Regions from separate parts of the Mus musculus genome. Here region 1 is linked to region 2. The links are chromatin contacts, called in public Hi-C maps. All regions are on one chromosome and are shown on one strand. The core of a region is the stretch at or near the end of the contact, and the rest is flanking DNA. Distances in the headings are between cores, read along the strand shown. Region 1 holds the start of Klf9 (Kruppel-like factor 9). Region 2 holds the start of Lpxn (leupaxin).

The links. A called contact is a pair of places that touch in the nucleus more often than the background predicts.
Region 1: a contact with region 2 is called in a Hi-C map of B cells, with 5 read pairs.

The regions. Positions count from the first base shown.
Region 1 is chr19:23,139,972-23,143,188 of GRCm38.p6, forward strand. Klf9 (Kruppel-like factor 9) reads left to right here and starts at 1,255. Exons shown (of 2, transcript NM_010638.5): 1 at 1,255-2,288. The coding sequence starts at 1,784.
Region 2 is chr19:12,797,189-12,800,357 of GRCm38.p6, forward strand. Lpxn (leupaxin) reads left to right here and starts at 1,391. Exons shown (of 9, transcript NM_134152.4): 1 at 1,391-1,491. The coding sequence starts at 1,479.

The sequences.
Region 1 (3,217 bases), core at 5-2,504, about 10 Mb after region 2:
GTTGTTAAGGCTCTCTGGATGATTCCAGTTCTCAGGACTATTTAACACAGTTAATATTTCACAGGGGTGGCTCCTCTAAAGCAGAGTCAGGAATCGGGAACCCTGTGCTTTTTTTTTTTTTTTTTTTTTTTTTTTTTGAGTTCTGCGGTCGTCTACCTGATAAGGTAGACCAGTCTTGTTCTCTACAATTGTGAAGCAAGAGGAAGGAAAGGCTTGCCCAGCAGGAACAGGGAGGAGTCCCTACAAAGAAAAGGATTTTTTCAAGTTATGCAAATGCAATGTCTTATTGGTCTCAGTTTATGGGTTAAGATAGCTTCAAGACAGAGCGAATTTAGAGTCAAAGGCGCCCAAGGAAGTAGGAGGTTTAGCAAAATGCCAAGATGGCGGTGCTTTTGTGTAAGAACCATTTAATACGGAACCGGATCTTTTGTTAGCTGTGAAAAATTTTAGATGAATTTCTCTTGGTTAATGTGTGGGGTGAAAGAACTTTTAAACATCTAAGTGCTGCATTCCAAACAAGAACGAATTGATGCTGTCTCATCCGAGTCTGTCCTTGGACAACGTGGCCTGCCATATCGAGGGTTTAAAATTTGACTCACACTTAGTTTATTAAGCACCCCGTCCTTCCATCTATATTTTAGAGTTAGCACCAGCAACACAAATATGAAAAGATCTGTCCGATTCACTTCTGCTCCGCAGGTTTACAAGTGTCGGGCGCTTCCTTTTGGAACGCCCTTCTGATTGGCTGAGCCAATGCCAGTGACATCAACCAACTTACTTTTGATTGGAAGCCTGGTTGCTGGGACTGTAGCGTTTGCAGGAAGTCACTTAACTGTTTGAGGGCTGGGAACCCGAAGTTGAAGTTCTGTTTCGTCCCTAGGGATGGGCGTAACTGCCTAGGGGAGAAGCGTTCCCAAGCCACGCCAGCTGGCACGTGGGCCGGGAGGCGTAGGCGCGCGCGCGGTCTGGGCGGCATCTGCGGGGATGCGCAGCCGCTGGTTGCCGGGCTCCGAGCAGTTTCCCTTTTAAATGTCAGCGTTCGGGGCTGGAGGGGCAGCACGCGGCGGCGGAACGGAACGGTCGGATTGGCCGCGCGCCGTAGTTCTAGACGCACCTCTCCACCGAAGGGCCCTTCTGACTGGCAGGGGGAGAAAGTAAACAGAGTTGAATCACCCTCCCCACTGGCCAATTGGAGGGGGCCTGGATTGTGACGTGATGGGATTCTGCGAAATTGTTACTGAGCTGGAGAATGCCGGAGAGGCGCGGCGCGGCAGGACCAGGGGCTCAGCGGCCGTCGGCGGACGCGGGAAGAAGTGTCTCGTAGGCGCGGAGCCCCACTCAGCCCCGGCCCCCCTCGTCCGCGTACTCGGCTGATGCCCCGGGGCGTCAGCTCGGCGGAGAGGCGGTCGAGGACGTGCGCCTGGCTCGCAGTTGGCTTTCTCTGGGACTCCGACACGTTTGCAGTCGAATAAACTTGCGACCGCCACGTGTGGCATCTCTCCGAGGAGGGCGCGCCCATCGTGGGATCGCGCGGGGCGCCGGGCAGGGCGGCGGCGACAGCGGCGGAGCCGGCCGCGGCTGCTGCGTGCGGAGGCGCTGCCGGTTACGTAAAGATGAGGGGCTGAGGTCGCCTCGGCGCTCCCGCGAGTCGCAAGCTCCCGCGCCCCCGCCCCCTCGGCCGCGCCGCACCGCGCTCGTCGTCCGAGGCCAGGGCAGGGCTAGCCGAAGCTCCGCAGCCACCTTCAAGTTTGGCCGCACCGCCCGGGCTGCCGTCGCCCGCACCATGTCCGCGGCCGCCTACATGGACTTCGTGGCTGCCCAGTGTCTGGTTTCCATCTCCAACCGCGCCGCCGTGCCGGAGCACGGGGGCGCTCCGGAAGCCGAGCGGCTGCGACTACCTGAGCGCGAGGTGACCAAGGAACACGGTGACCCGGGGGACACCTGGAAGGATTATTGCACGCTGGTCACTATCGCCAAGAGCTTGTTGGACCTCAACAAATACCGACCCATCCAGACCCCCTCGGTGTGCAGCGACAGTCTGGAGAGTCCCGATGAGGATATAGGATCCGACAGCGACGTGACCACCGAATCTGGGTCGAGTCCTTCCCACAGCCCGGAGGAGAGACAGGATTCTGGCAGCGCGCCCAGCCCACTCTCCCTCCTCCACTCTGGAGTGGCTTCGAAGGGGAAACACGCCTCCGAAAAGAGGCACAAGTGCCCCTACAGTGGCTGTGGGAAAGTCTATGGAAAATCCTCCCATCTTAAAGCCCATTACAGAGTGCATACAGGTTAGCGGCGTCGCCTCTCCCCCGCTTCGGGCTTTAGCTAACCTTTGGCCGGCCAGCATTCCTGGGCGCCCAGGACACCGCACTCGGCCTAGAGGCTGCAAACATTTTGGAGAAGATGCTGCTTAACTCCTGCACTCTCTCCTTACTTGGCTCCAACCTTTAGGAGCCACCCGAACCCACCCCCACCCCCCCAACCGCCGCTCTGAGCAAGTGGCTTGCGTGGCTCGGCCTGGAGCCGGCCCGCCCCTCCCTTACCCGCCCCGCCCCCGGGACTCCGTACCCCGCCGCTGCGGGGTCGCCCCACCTGGGGAGACGCTGGGGGGTAGGGTAGTCAAATGGCGCAGCTTTTATCCCATTCCCTGGTGGGGTTGCAACGGAGGGGTCGGCCTGGGAGGGGAGCCGCACTCTGCGTGAATCGTTTTAGGATGACTAAGGACTCATTTAACTGGATGGCGGCTACTTTTCAGGGCTTGCCAAGGTGGTTTTAAATTTGGCTAAGAGTCCCCTGAGAGGTTTAAAATAAAACTGCTTCAGGCTGCAGGGGAGACTGATGAAGGAATGGATGGTGGATTAACTTCTTGACTAGTTAGCTTTCCTAAGGAACGTGATTCAGTGCTGATCTGTTCCCATGTGACTTATTTGGTCTCATGCCTGAAGCCTTAGGAGAGAGGTGTGGTCTTTGCTGGAGTTCAAGGCCTCACGGATGAGTGTGGGGGCGTTCCTCTTAGCTGTAGGCCACGCAGCACACCAACGTGGCTGTAAAACCATCTGCTCTAGGGAACTGGCTTTAGGAGCTTAGTAGGACCCTGGTCAACTAGCTCTGGTGGTTCTAGTTAAACATGCCTAGAAAAAGGTGGAAGGCGTTCACATATGAACAAGTGTTGAGGTCAGCTAGGGAAGGGTCGTTTGTAACTGTTGTTATGATCAGG
Region 2 (3,169 bases), core at 141-2,640:
CACACAGATAAGGCAAATGTTTTATAGTCTACCGAGTTTTGCGCTTTCAAAGGATTAGTGTCCTTTTCAGTTCTAAAACCCGACGGTATCAGTAGGAATGAATTTTCTAGCGCTGTTTGCAATGAGCACGTTTGGAACAGCACTGACATCCAATGGCTGCTTAAAGTAATACAAAAAGCGAGCCTCTTAAAAAAGGTTTTAGTAAAATGAATGACTTGTTCCTTTTAAAAGATGATCATTACAAAACTATCCCTTTATTCTATTCTTCTAGCCAGTTATTACTCCCTATTCCTGTTAGTCTCTTGGTAAACACTGGGACAAAACCCACTTCACAGGGCCATACTTATAGTTCTTTATATACTGCCTTTTCTAGGCAATTTTCTGTTAAATGCGTTTGTTGTTTGTTTGTTTCCTTTTGAGATGAACAAAGGCACAATAAGATAAAAATCTACCTCTCTCACCTTTTTGGAGAAATTGTGAACTGAGCAGGAATTGTAATTCAGATTCTGGAAGCTTAGTACCCAGTATCTTAAATCTTCTCAATTGATTCTTCCTTATTCTGTAGACGTTTGAATGTTGAATAACTGGATAAACCAGGATCAGAGAATTCAAAAGTGAACCCACTTCTCTTCAACTTTAAAGAATCTATAATCTGGGCCAGTGAGATTGCTTAGCAGATAAAGGCACTTTGCTGAAAAGTCTGATGAATTTCATCTGTGGGACCCCAGTGGTACAAGGAGAGCGCTTTCTTACTCTTACAACTTATGAATGCCTACATGAGCACACACACACACACAATTATTAAAACGTCTGTTTTAAAAAATCACAGTTTGTATGGGAAGTGAGGTCAGCTGTACTAAGTAAGTACAAATAGTGAAATGAAGTTGATGCTATTTAATCAGAAATTTTAAGAAAGGACCTGTACTTCCATGGTCTTCTAGTTTTATAGGAAAAGGAGGAGGAAGAGAAGGAAAGAAAAGGAAGGAGACAGAAAATAGCCTGCAGTGGGCAATGGGAAACTTAAACTTGGAAAACTCTTTAAGTATAAGCCTAAAATTTCTATGTGTGTTCAAGATAAGCCCTTGAATACAGTAGGTGTTTAAATTAAAAAAAGAATTAACTTTCAATTTTTATAGCCACCTTGGCCAATGTAGCATCAAAACTTCAATCTTGCACAACCTGCCTTTTTCTGTTAGCACAATTAAAACAACAAACAAACATATAAAACCCCCCCCCAAAAAAAAAACAAACCAAAAAACAAAACAAAACAAAACAAAAAAAAAACCCTGAGCTACTAGAAAAGAAAAAGTATTCAGCAAATCAAAAGTGAGGAAGTGCTAAGCAAATACAGGAACCAAAAGGGGTCACAGAGGCTGCTTCGCACTGTCTCATTCAGTTCCGTTGTGGTCCTCTTCTTCACCACATGCCAACAAAGTTCTTCACAATCTTCGAGACTAGAGCATCGCAGGTATAGGACAATGGAAGAGCTGGGTGAGTGAAGGGGCCTTTGGAGAAGATGCTCTAAGGAAGTGGGGGCCTGGCTGCCATCCATCCCCATCTGTAATGATGAAGTGTGGTCTAGTCAAACTGAGGATAGGACTGAAAGATTTTTGTTTTCACTTCTGTCCTCAATTCAAACAAGAGTGAGGCAGGAGGAACTATCATTGTTGGGGGAGCTATGGGGTTGCTGTTTGCAGCGGCACAGTTGGCAGAGCGTTGAGACCAGACAGCCAAAGAAACAGAAGGAATTGTAATTGAAAGTGCCTTTTCCCTTGGCAGCTACTGGAGGTCATAGGGCAGCTCTACAGCTTGGAGATATGATACTGGAAGAAAAAAAAAAAAGGATGGGAAAGGAAGAAGACATTAAATGAAGGAAGGGAAGGAGAGAAGAAAGAAAAGGAAACCAGGAGAAAGGGAGGATAGTGCAAGGACAGTGAAATGACCGAGCAGTGTAAAGGGTCTGTAGAGATTGCAAAAGGGCCAGAGTGCTTTCATTTCTCTGTAGTTTACTGTTAGACTACAGGTAGACCATCACTGTAGTAGGTTTTGTTGCTTTTTATTTAGAGAAATCTTGAAGGAGCAGATTGCTTCTCAAGAAAAACAGTCCATCCTTTCACTCTGAGGTAATGAAAACGTCAGTAGAAGTGCCGCTGGGCTACTGTGTCCAGAGAAACCTAGGTCAAAAAGCCTGGAGCTGTAAAGTCTGTCTCCTTGGGGCTCATTTCATATACCTTGGCAACTTTTTATCATCTACATACCTCCCTGTCTGCCTGCCTGCCCATCTGTCCTTCCATCCATCCATCCATCCATCCATCCATCCATCCATCCATCTATCTGTATCACCTATTTATTTTTGTTATCGCTACACAAAGTTACTTTTACCCACTTTTCAAGCTGTATTAATTCCACATTGTGTTTGTAGCTATGCAAAAACTTCCAACAATAATAAGATGCAAAGCTTGTACATTGTCATTAAAAATAATTATTGGGGTTGTGTTTTAAGAACTGGAGAAACAGAGGAACAAAGAAGAGAATAGAAATTATTGAGGGAAAAAAGGGTGTTTTAAATAAATCCTTAACTGTTTTGTCAGTAAAATGTAGTTCAATATTGTGGTTAATGCTGTATCTTGGACTTTGGTATAGAATCCAGATTCTTTTCTATATAATATTGATTATTTATTCTTTGAGAATTTGATGAATGCATATCCTGTGTGGGTATTGGAGGAAATTTGCATTTCTTCATCGAGTTTTACCATTTTTTTTCAGGTAGGATCTTAGTTTTGCTTTATTTTATAGGTCACACACATCAAATTCTCAAAGAATAAGTAACCAATATTATATAAAAAAGAATTGGGTTCTATATCAAAGTCCAAAATACAGCCTTAATCACAATATCAAAGTACATTCTACATTTAATTCAATATTAGTTCAAAAAGTTAAAGGGCAATTAATATTGGGAAAACTTAAAATCTGTAAATAAGTTTAGTGTTTGCAGCAGTTTTCTGAAATAGGTATTATTGTTTTTCTTTAAATAATGAAAACCCAAAATATCTTGTTCACTCTCAGGAGCACCTGACACTAAGTACAATTAAATGGTAATGTTACAGGTTGTTCTTTTATATTAGAAGTGTATTTGTTCTGGTGGCCAGTGTAGTAATACATTTTAAAA